2 separate regions of the Mus musculus genome follow, and region 1 is linked to region 2. Evidence: chromatin contacts called from public promoter capture Hi-C data. All regions are on one chromosome and are shown on one strand. Each heading gives the region's core, a stretch centred on a gene start, on an enhancer-like site or on the middle of the called end of the contact. The rest is flanking DNA. Distances are from core to core; before and after follow the strand shown. Region 1 overlaps Atp2b4 (ATPase, Ca++ transporting, plasma membrane 4). Region 2 holds the start of Kiss1 (KiSS-1 metastasis-suppressor).

Region 1 (5,974 bases), core at 3,028-5,527, 390 kb after region 2:
AGTCAGGTTGCCTCTGTTCGGATCTGGGTAAGAAGATCAGGCAGAATGGAAGCTCCCTCAAATCTTTGGGTGGTCCCAAGTTTTCTGTAACCTATACTTGATATATTTGAGCAAGACAAGATAGACTAAGTGAGCTGAAACTCAGTCTTCTCCCTTAACCCTGGTAGAGATGCCCCGGCCAAGGGACAGGATTAAAGTCTGTAGGTTAGTACATAGGAATACCGCCACCTGATGTTGCCATTTCTACATTCTTCGGAGTTCTACAGGATGGCAGGGACCTTTATAGCTTTAAACCTTCTTGCTTCTAGTTTTTTGTTTGTTTGTTTATTTGTTTGTTTTTAACTGGATATTTTATTGCAACAATTATATGTGCATTATGAAAAGAGTTGATTTTTGAAAATTAGGATTGAAGGGTCTGGAGTATGTTTGCGGGCTTGTCCTCTCTCTTGTTGGGGTGATTAACAACCCTCTTATAGGCAAACAAATACAGGAGATAAAGTAGAAAGGGGGGGTCCGGTGGGAAAATAGGGCCACCTTTGGGGGAGGCAAGAACAGTTGTCCACATAGATTCAGGACTTCTAGACACTAAGGGGAACCAGCCACCTGGAAGGAGGCCCAAGCAAGGAGTCAGGGGACTGGGGAGGACCACCTGGCCTAGGGGTGGGGGAAGGGTGAGGCACAGAGTGGTGGGGGTTGTGCCAGATGCTCAACTCCAACACTGGCTCAGAGATCATGTGCTGCCGGACAGCCAGTCACACAGTGACTATATTACTTACTGTGATCTGGGCCTGGAGCACAGAATCCGGTGTGTAAGCAGTATGTGGGGATGAGGAGGGCTGCTGGAGCAGACATGGGAAAAGCATCACCTGCTTCCTGCTTAGCCAGGAAATGTTTCCTGAGGGGCTGATTAAAGGGGTTCACCGGGAGGGAACCCAAAGCAGGTGAGTGTGGAGCACACTTGGAAGCTTAGCTGGTCTGATGAAGGTGCCATTTCCCCATGGGAATACTGTACTTTTCCACTCCCCTTTCATAGGCTAGGGGTAGAGAGCTATGGGACTTCCTTCCAGAGGGAAGCCTCAGGGAACTTGGGGAGATCCGGATGCACAGTCGGAGTCATTTAAAACTGGGATGGCAAAGCAGGTGAGAGGGTTAAACACACAACCGCAACTCCTGGGGTCTCCAGGGAAGGGGCGTGCCGGAGAAAGTAGGTGTGGTCTATTTCTTCTTTGATCTAAACTTTTAGGGGCACAGGGTATGTGGTTTACCAGTTCCTCTGAGCCCACTGGTCTCTGTCCTCTGCCATTAAGTCCCCAGGACAGCCAGCTCTTTCTACCAGAGACATGTGAATGAACAATTCAGCAAGACTCTTAGAAAGGGAGGGCAAGAGCTGGGCGTGGTGGCGCACGCCTTTAATCCCAGCACTCGGGAGGCAGGGGCAGGCGGATTTATGAGTTCTAGGCCAGCCTGGTCTACAAAGTGAGTTCCAGGACAGCTAGGGCTACACAGAGAAACCCTGTCTCGAAAAAAAAAAAAGAAAGGGAGGGCAGAACTAAGAGAGAGAAGAGATTAGTAGAGGAATGTGGCAGGACTAGAAGGAGAGGTTTTTGCAGGGTAAGACTTTTTAGTGTCTTCAGGCCTGCCTTTGGGCCTCAAGAAACAGCAGGTATCACTTTGACCCCACCCTCAACTCAAAACTCTTACCAGAACTTTTATGGGTGGCTAAAAGGCAAAAACAAATTGAAGCCTGGGCAGTCATGTGATCACAGGCCACTGGCAACTCAGGGCTGGTTGTGGGAAGGGATGGATGGGACACTCAAGTATGTAACATGTGTGATGACAGAGGACATTCCCTCACTGGAAACCGTGCTGACTGTCTCCCCTCTGCCTCCCGTTCTGGGAAGGTAAATAGACCAGAAACAGGAAGGCAGTAGCAAGTGTCTAATAATCTACCAGAGGGAGCAGCAAGTCCTACGTTAAAACCGGACAGGTGCCAATTAAGCCTGGACAGACAGGGTTTCCTAAAACGGAATATGCAAAGTATGATACAAAGGCTAGCTGGACAATCAAACTAGACGAAACAATGAGAAGTGGGGAGGGGAGGGCGTAAACTCACAATCCTCCTGCCTTAGCCTCCGACAGCTGGGTTGTATGTGCGCTAATTGGTTCTGGAACTAGAGTTTGATTTAAGGTCATTTCTGAGAGGTAAGACACCACTCGTTGAGCTGACTTCCTCTTTCCAATCTAAGTTACAACTTTTGTTGCCAGCTAACAGTACACTGGTAGCCAAAAAGACTGTTATCAGTGAACAGTTCAGTACTGGCTCCATCAGGACAGACCCTGGCTAAGCATCCCCTGGGCAGAGGCTCCCTCACCCCTAAGTACACAGAGTTCCTAGTCCTGTGGGGTGCGGGGGGGGGGTGGTGGGGGGGGGTGGTGGGGGTGGAATTAATGTCACATCTGAAGAGGCGGAGTTAGAAGAGGAGGGGAGGAACAAAGCAGGACGGGGTGAAACAAAGAAAAACAAAACAAAGCAACTCAAGGAAAGAAGCAGCGAGCAATGCAGAGGAACAATCAGAAAACAGGGTTATCGTCTTTAAAATAGTTAAGGTTAATAACTTTCCAACATTAAAAAAAAAAACAATAAAATGAAACCAGGGTATCCAGCCTGGTTTTAGCTGGGGTAGGGTAGAATTTTTTTTTCTTTTCTTCCCTTAAGTCAAAAGATCAAAGGGGTGGGTGGGGGACCCGAAAAGCACTAGTAACCATGGTTGGTTAAAGTGGATGCCACGTGCTCTCTTGTGGTCGCTTTAGTAAATCATGCATTGTAACATACTCTCACTCACTGCCCACAGGAGGAGATGTAACTGCAGAAGAGATGGCAGAAGAGATGGAGGGGCAAGTTCTGAGTGATGCAACTGCTGCGGAATAGGAGCTAGGAACCAGTTTTACATCAAGGTGTTGAGTCATGTTCTCTCGGACTCTCTTTAAGGGGGCTTCCGTCTGGAATTTGTTAATTACGTCAATCTGCAAAGAATCAGAGAGTGAGACAGCTTTGCTCCACAGTCAGAGAGAAGGAAGAGGAAGGCAGGGTCAGGAGGGCTGGGGAGAGGGGTAGGAGATCAAGAGAGCTATTCCCTTAAACCCAGAGCAACAGGTGAGGGTGGGGCGGGGGAGGGCAGTAATTGCAAACCACACTGTCATTGTCATTTAAGGAACAATTTGCTATGGATTTTCAAACACCCAGCTAGGATTGGGTTTCCTTTTCCCCTGTAGCCTAGGATGGACAGGCACAAAAGAACTTCTCCCCAATGGTAACAGGTAGCTTTTTCATTATGTTGACCTGTACTATTAAAAATAAGGCATGCAATTTGACATACCAGAAACTAAGTACATATTAGTGAAATGTAAGACCCAAGAGCCTCTACACCAACTAAGTCAACTAATTGTTTGTTTGTTTGTTTGTTTTTGCAAATTTCCCAGGAAGTTAACACGTGTGTAAAGAAGATGGGCAGTATAGCAGTCCACACAAGTGGCCTTGGTGAAAAGACTGCCAGGTTGAGTGGCTTGGTTTGGAGGAGGTGTCTTTTTTGACGCTTCCTCCAGCTGCAGTGGTGCTTAGGATTCTGCTGGTACATGACGCACAATTCTGAAACTCACTCATGACTTAAGCACTGGAGACCTTCACTGGCAGACTGGTGCTGGCGACGCTGGGAGGCTGCCGCTGCTGCCACTCTCCCCCACCCGCCTACCACAGCAGCCTTCTGGCTTTCCGCTTTCTCCTTCTTAGGGATGGAGGCAATTAATATCATCGCTTTCCCGCAGTAAGCAATGATCTGGGGTCTTAATCAATCTACCACCCTTCTCCTTGACTCCTAAGCAATAAGGAGCAAATAGAAAGGGATTCCTTTATCTTTCAGAGATCGATTGGGATTCTGTGACTGCATCCCCAGAAGGAAGGTTTCTCCTGAGTCAGACTCCTGTTCTTGTAAACAGAGCCTCTGGAGAAGCCATGAAATACTTAGGGGTGGAGACCAAGTATGAGCTAAAAATGCTTCCCCACACAGTGGCCTGCTGGCTGAGGCTGTAGGAGGTGAGGGCTGCCCTTAGGGGGCGGATTTCAGTCCCATTAAGAAGGTAGAGGCTCCTTCCTAGGAGCTTAGAGTGTTACAGGGTCCAACTTACATAATGAAAACTGCATTCTGAGTTTACTGTTCTAAGAGTCCAGCCCTTTAATTCTTCAAATGTTTGCTTTCTAGTGCTTTTTCCTCCCCCAAACTAAAGGGTAAAGGTGAAGGGAGGAAATGCCTAGAGCCAGGGGAAGGGGGAAATCCCAGCCAGCACTGGGCAGTCACTTGGCAACATCTCCCACCCCACGTGTTGCAATTGGGGACCAGCAGCCAGACTGTAAGGGCTTTTGTTGGAATCCTCCTGAGACTGAACAAAATCCCTCCTGATGGGGGTGGGAGGGCTTTGGACATGGAAGATGCAGTTAGCACACTCAGTCTCATTTGCTCAGTTAGGTGCCAGTTACAATGTTGTGGATGGATCCTATCAGCGGCATCTTCAATAGGCTGCTGTTGGAGGCTGTTTAGGCTTTTGCTTGTTTTTTTTTTTTTTTTTTTTGAGGTAGGGTCTAGCTACACAGCCCAGACTGGCCTAACTAGGAATCTTCCCACCTCAGCCTCCTGAAGATTGTTAGATGTGCACCACATGGTTGGCCTCAGATTTAGGTTTTAAAGTCAATCTGGCCCAGCTCCCTTCCATTCTAGCAGGGAAAGAGGTATGCCTGAAGGTATGTGTGCTGTGGAGATCGGAGAGGTACGGAAAGGGGATGCAAACTGGGAGTGCAGGAAAAGGAAGAGCCATGAATCTCAGCTCCCCAGAAAGAAGACTGGCAAGAAGCAAGGAGGCTCTGGAAGGAGGGGATCCTGGCCAGGAAAAAAACAGGGACAAAACCAAAATAAATAAATAAATATTAAAAAAAAAAAAAAAGCAAACACACAGTAGAAGAGGACCCTGAAGGGAAGAAAAGCAAAGAGGTTATTTTGAAAGGAGCAGACCTGAAGAGATGGAAGTCAAGGTGCTAAATTCTACGGGCACCCAAGGGACTCAGTGGGGGTGGGGGTGGGGGTGGGCAGAGGTGGGGACTTGCTATCATGAGGTGATATATGTAAGTCAGGATTCAGTTCCCTTCCTAGGAAAAAGAGGAGAGGAGCCCAGGGTTTACGACCTGTATCTTGCCCATTTTCTACCTGGTGTCTTCCTGGGGGGTTGGGGGTGGGTGGGAGGCAGTTCCTACCAGGTAAGCAGTTTAAAATGTGAATTAGCTTGTCTTCCCTGTACACTAAAGGGGATGGGGGAGGGGGAGGCTGGCCAGGCAATTTTCTAAACCAGCCAAAGGCCAGTTTTTGAAAGTGAAATATTTTGATCTCTCGCCAACTAGGGGGAAGAAACAGGTCTTGCTCAGGACAGTCCCCTCAAGATCTTGGAATTGACGGTTTGTTTGGGAATCTTGGGACTAAAACCATAAAAGGTTGAGGGGTCTCCGAAGCTGTCCCAGTAGCGATGCATGGAAGTCGGGGGAAATGGGGTTAGGGCTACAAGCAGGGGACTCACTTGTACTCTGTTTCAGAAATTCCCTTTTTGGGAAGCCAGTCTGAATTCTTCCAAAGATATCAGGCACAGAGAGACTGCTGTTTATAGCTACTTAATCATCAGATGCCCCAGAGAGGCCTTGCATCAAGGTGGAACAATGGAAGAAGGTGAGCTTCTTTAACAAAGACCTCCCCAGATAACAGCTCTCACTTCGACCAGTCAGGGATGCTGGCTTTCCTTCCAGTGTTATAAAATCAGGGCCTCTTAGTTCTTCCATCAGGGCAGGGAAGGGACTACACAGTCCCTATCTTGGGGTCGTGGCTGGTACTGGAATAGACCTTATGTGGGAAGACATCTCCACTGACAAACCTGGGGTGGG
Region 2 (5,544 bases), core at 1,239-3,738:
GTGTGGTATCTATGTGAGGTGTTTGTGTTTTGTATATTATGACATTTGTTTATTTATAATTTATTTCTCTGTGCATGTGTGTGAGCATGTGTGTGAGTACCTGTGGGACTCAGTGGACAACTTTTGGGAGTTGGTTTTTCCCCTTCTACCACGTGGATTCCAAGGGATTAAATTCAGATTGTCAAGCGTAGTGGCAAACACATTTATATACTGAGCCATCTCACCAGTCCATGTCGTATCATTATATATAGTGTGTTTGCATGCAGTTTGTGTGTGGATGTGGGGTAACAGTGTGTTGGGAGCAGGCAGTTTTCCTGTGGTACACTTGAGAAATGCTGTCCATGATAGGGCAGAGTCTAGAGGGGAGAGAGGCAGATGTCAACATCACCAACCTCCCAACCTCCCCTCCCCTTCCTCCCTCATCGTGACCTCTGTTTAGAGAAACCAGGAGGCGCCATTTACAGAGCATGCTGACACATTCCCGCTCTCCTCAGACCCCCTTGGGATATAAACTGGGATGGCTTTCTCTCCATATGAAGCTCTAGCTTTGTATACAGCAGCCCCCTGGCATCAGTCCAGGCAGATCCCCTGAGGTGGGTGTTCTTTGAGAGCCCTCTTCTGCTGGCACACAGGCTCGGGTGCCATCACCAGCCTGGACCCTTCAGGTCAGGCTCCGCAGTTGCCATCAGCAGCAGTTTTGTTTTGTTTTGTTTTGTTTTGTTTTGTTTTGTTTTGTTTTGTTTTGTTTTGTTTTGTTTTGTTTTTTCAAGACAGGGTTTCTCTGTGTAGCCCTGGCTGTCCTGGAACTCACTCTGTAGACCAGGCTGGCCTCGAACTCAGAAATCCACCTGCCTCTGCCTTCCGAGTGCTGGGATCAGCTGCATTTTAACATGGGTCTGGTGTTACTTTGGAATGGTCCACTCATATGAGCTGCCTATGAGTCAACTTGTTACACTAGACTTGAGATCAGGGCGTCTCTGCAGCCTCAGCACCCCAGCACCTACACCGTACTGGTATGTAGATATTTCCAGCAATGACTTCCAAACCCTGGTCCTTGTAACCAAGACTGTCTACTGGCTTTGGTTTCTACTGTATTTTCTATTCAAGCATTAGGGCTTCTACAGAAAGTGTCTGGCTTTTGGGGTGTCCCAGAATCCTAGTCTGCTAGTCTTAGTAGCCACATGAATAGGCAGCTGGTGGCCCGGATAACCGATGCTGCCCGGAGATAGGTGTGGCCTGCTTATGTCTCATGGGATGAGGGCTGAGCTGGAGCATTTAAATTAGGATTCGTGTGTGAGTCTAGAGTCAGGTAGCAGGGCAAGAACTGGAGACACAATGGCAGGATGCAAGGTGCTGAGAAACCACGCCTACCACAGGTCACAAGGATATTCCACACTCCTGTCCTTGAACTGAAGCCCTAGGCTCCACCTGTTGTGCCTCCCGCCACCAGGGCACTTAATGCCATTTGTTGGGTAGTTTCAAAATGCTTGACTTTTTCAAAGGGAAATTGGACTTGGGAGCTGGAGACGTGGGGCCGAGTGGGGAGCAGGAGAGGAGAAAGGCCACGTGACTAAGGCCGCGTGACTAGATGAGGGTCAGGCTCCTCTCAGCAGTCAAACTGATGAGGCCAATTTAGTCCACAATCTCCCAAAGCCCACGAAAATAGAAACAACTGATGGACTGGGTGAGAGAAAGGCTTTTCCTGTCTTGAATTATAGGCAATAAGACAATCTGATGACGGTCTCCAAGGCTGCGGAGGGCTGCGAGAATGTGCAAGATGATTGCCTTGCCTCTTTCTTCCTTTTTTTTTTCCTGGAAGAGTTAAGAAATTTGGTTTCTAGTATAGCATGGGGGGCGTGAGGGTGGGGGGTGGGGACAGGTCCAGATTGAGGAAGGTGGGATACCACGTGGGAGAGCAGAGCATAAGACCCAGCACAAAGGCTTGGTTCCAGGCTCCCAAGAGAATAGCTGAACCTCAGAGCGCGAACACTCCTACCTGACCTCACCCACCTCCCCTTCCCTGGCCATTCCCATGCATGGCACTTTTTTTTTTTTTTCAAGACAGGGTTTCTCTGTGTAGCCCTGGCTGTCCTGGAACTCACTCTGTAGACCAGGCTGGCCTTGAACTCAGAAATCCGCCTGCCTCTACCTCCCAAGTGCTGGGATTAAAGGCGTGCACCACCACCGCCAGCCCATGCATGGCACTTTATTCTCCTTCAGCATCCCTCCCCTGCAAACCTACCACCCAGACCCCTACCGTCATCCAGCCTAAGTTTCTCACCCCTTCCCACCAAATCACACCCTTCCCATTTTCCCTCCCTCCCACCATCCCTCAGTCCTGTTTCCTGGGGCCTGGCTTCTGTACATCCTTCTGGCCATCTCTGATCACTGGGCTTTCTCCTCTCCCCCAGGCTCTCTCTCTTTGACCTAGGCTCTGGTGAAGTACGAACTCTGACCTGGTCTTCATTGCCTCTCTCTGTCCTCAGTCCCTGGAAGGAGACTGTAGACCTGCCCCTTCCTCCCAGAATGATCTCAATGGCTTCTTGGCAGCTGCTGCTTCTCCTCTGTGTCGCCACCTATGGGGAGCCGCTGGCAAAAGTGAAGCCTGGATCCACAGGTACGCACTGTCCGATAAGGGGGCCAAGAGAGTCATTGCTGTATTTTTCAGACTATGGCCAGGCTACTGACATGAGTTCAATTTCTGCACTTGAGAGATACCCAGGGCTGGTCTAGGCCCTTCTGCTGTGAGCACTGGAGGCTCAGCTAGAGTTGGGGGTCCTGTTGACCCCAACCCCTTTGTGATTTTCTCCTGCTGTGCTCTCTGCTTTACCCCCAAGTTCTCTCTATGAATGCTGGGAAGGATCTTAGTGTGTAAGTTACTTGTATCTGTGACCTCAGATCCCTAAAGGGGGCTTAAATACAAAACCCAAAAACCTCAACACAAGCCTTTAACCCATCCCAGCACTTGGAAGGTAGGTCTCTGTGAGTTCAAGATCAGCCTGGTCCAGGACAGCAAGGGCACTGTTACACAGAGAAATTGTCTCAAGACAAAAAAAAAACAAAAAACAAAAAAAAAAACAAGACGATAACCACCACCACCACCACCACCACCACCACCACCACAACAACAACAACAACAAAACCCTCAGCACCCAGACAGACCTTAATGCCTATCAACATTGCAGGCTCCCTCAGAGAATTGATGAGCTAGAGAAACTAAAGCCCAAAGAGGTAACATGCTCCCCGAAGGTACTCAGCCAAGTATTGACAGATCCTAGCAGGTGCCAGGGTACCCCCCAAGAGCATCATGGCTTCTGAGTCAGGGTGTGGGTTTGAATTCTTCTTGGCTGTTCGATTTCTGTACATATTAGATCTTGCTTAGCCTTTCTGGACCACAAGATCTTAGTCATGGAAGGCAGGACACATCCTGCAAACTTGACATCATTGCACACAAGCAAAACAATGAGAACAGGGCCCCAGACACTCTCCAATCGTGTCATCATCCCAGGGCTAGGAATAACCCCATCTCTGTCCAGAAACAGTGGCGACTGTCCCTTGCTGGCCACAGGTTATTCTGAGGTTTGCGTGTGGAATTGGGATCTTCTCTCTCACACCACTTACCCAGGGAAGGTAAGAGGGACTTCCTAGTCTATTATTATTAATCTTGGATCACGGCCACACTCACCTCCAAAGTGTGCCAGGGTATGGAGGAGCCAAGCTCAAAGCCATCCTCCGCCCCAGCACCCACTCACACCCTCTCACCAGGCTTCTTCTTTACTAATCTCTTACCATAATTGACTAGCCTTATTGTGTACGCAGAGCTACTTGCCCTGTTTTACTAAAGAAAAAAAAGGGAGGGGGGAGAAAGAAAGAGAGGGAGAATGAATGAGCCTTGTTGTCTGTGAAGTGTTTTCAGAGTGAGGCTTCCTAGCCTCCAACAAAGGAGAGCCTTGCGCCTGGTCTGGGGGACGTGTGCCTGTTAAGGCAATGTAGATAATGTCTGGTCATCACAGAGTCTTAATACTGTGTATGCATTTGCAGTTGTCCTCAAAGACTGGAGTCAGGTCATAGGTGCGTGGGGACACAATGGCCTTGGGTCCATTTTTTGTTTGTTTGTTTGTTTGTTTTGTTTTGTTTTTTAAATTACTGATACTCTAAGATTTCCATTAGCTTTTACTTAATGAGCACGTATTGGAGCCATACTATGTGCAGGGGTACTGACTGTTTCAAGCATTCTTAGAGATTGAAAAGTAAATCCCCTCTGTCCCTCATGCCCAGGGGCTGCTGGACTGCTGGCTCAGACTCCAGACACACTCAACTGAGGGACCAGGCAGACTGCCCAGACAAGGGCCAGAGCGGTCCCTCCTTTTGCTCTTTTCCAAACTGTTTGCTTCCTCAAAGGAAGTAGTTTTATAAACTTATTTAGTAGAATTCTGGCAAGCACTTGAAAGCAAAGCTATCAGAGGGAGAAGCAAACAGCCCAGGCACCCAAACTAAACCTGGCTCCACATTGAGGTCAGAGTTGAACTTCTGCGTTTGAGGACCTAGCATCGGATGGGGCGGGAAGTCTGAGCCGGTGGCCAAAGCAAACCTTGCTGTCCCAGCCTTACCTGTCTGTGCTCTCTGTCCTAGGCCAGCAGTCCGGACCCCAGGAACTCGTTAATGCCTGGGAAAAGGAATCGCGGTATGCAGAGAGCAAGCCTGGGTCTGCAGGGCTGCGCGCTCGTAGGTCGTCGCCATGCCCGCCGGTTGAGGGCCCCGCGGGGCGCCAGCGGCCCCTGTGTGCCTCCCGCAGTCGCCTGATCCCTGCGCCCCGCGGAGCGGTGCTGGTGCAGCGGGAGAAGGACCTGTCCACCTACAACTGGAACTCCTTCGGCCTGCGCTACGGCAGGAGGCAGGCGGCGCGGGCAGCACGGGGCTGAGTGCTGGGCTGCAGGTGGATTGTAGAGGCCAAGGCAGGGAGCTTCTAGACTTGTGCAATAAAAGCAATGCTGCCGTCTTACAGTGTGTTATTTTTCCCCTGACTCCTGCGAGATGGGACAGGTCCTCTTCTCCCTCAGTTGCCTCTTTTCTGATTTCAAGATGTCCTCGGTGCCAAAGTCGGTGCTTTTTAAACTACTAGTTAAGGAATGTCCCGTTCTGTTGAAAATCAAGGGGCTGGAGAAACTCGGCCACTGAGGGGACTTGCAGCAATTCTAAAGGAGAAGTCTTCCCAACAGCCAGCGGTACCCAGGCAGCTGAAACTGCAGCTCCAGGGGATCCAAAGCCTTCTTCTGGATTCTTGGACACCTACACTCATATGCCCACACCCTCAGACAGACAGACAGACAGACAGACAGACAGACAGACATATATTAATTAAAAATAAAATCTTTAGGGACTGGAGAGATGGCTCAGTGGTTAAGAGTACCAACTGCTCTTCTGAAGGTCCTGAGTTCAAATCCCAGCAACCACATGGTGGCTCACAACCATCTGTAACAAGTTCTGACACCTTCTTCTGGAGTGTCTGAAAACAGCTACAGTGTACTTAAATAAATAGATCTT

What was found. Promoter capture Hi-C pulls out the DNA fragments that hold promoters and counts their contacts.
Region 1: a promoter capture Hi-C map of liver shows a contact between it and region 2, with 2.2 times the contacts expected there. The contact joins the enhancer-like site here to the promoter of Kiss1 in region 2. A contact is called at or near these places in 3 of 39 promoter capture datasets (liver, maxillary cranial neural crest and pre-B cells), 1 of 15 datasets of contacts at CTCF or cohesin (embryonic stem cells), 10 of 484 Hi-C or Micro-C datasets (B cells, embryonic stem cells, pancreatic cancer cells and 1 more), 2 of 115 datasets of contacts at active chromatin or transcription factors (both in embryonic stem cells) and 1 of 9 other capture datasets (embryonic stem cells).

The regions. Positions count from the first base shown.
Region 1 is chr1:133,708,799-133,714,772 of GRCm38.p6, forward strand. The region is part of intron 19 of Atp2b4 (ATPase, Ca++ transporting, plasma membrane 4); the gene reads right to left. Among named protein-coding and RNA genes, the nearest start is that of Mir6903, 15 kb to the right of the region's middle. Within about 2 kb of position 4,278, at least 36 of the 459 cell types and tissues checked have an H3K27ac peak or open chromatin away from gene starts, as enhancers often do. A contact at or near this core is called in liver, where this site is marked.
Region 2 is chr1:133,324,724-133,330,267 of GRCm38.p6, forward strand. It overlaps Kiss1 (KiSS-1 metastasis-suppressor), which reads left to right and starts at 2,489. Exons shown (of 2, transcript NM_178260.3): 1 at 2,489-2,617; 2 at 4,633-4,999. The coding sequence starts at 2,527. The coding sequence ends at 4,922.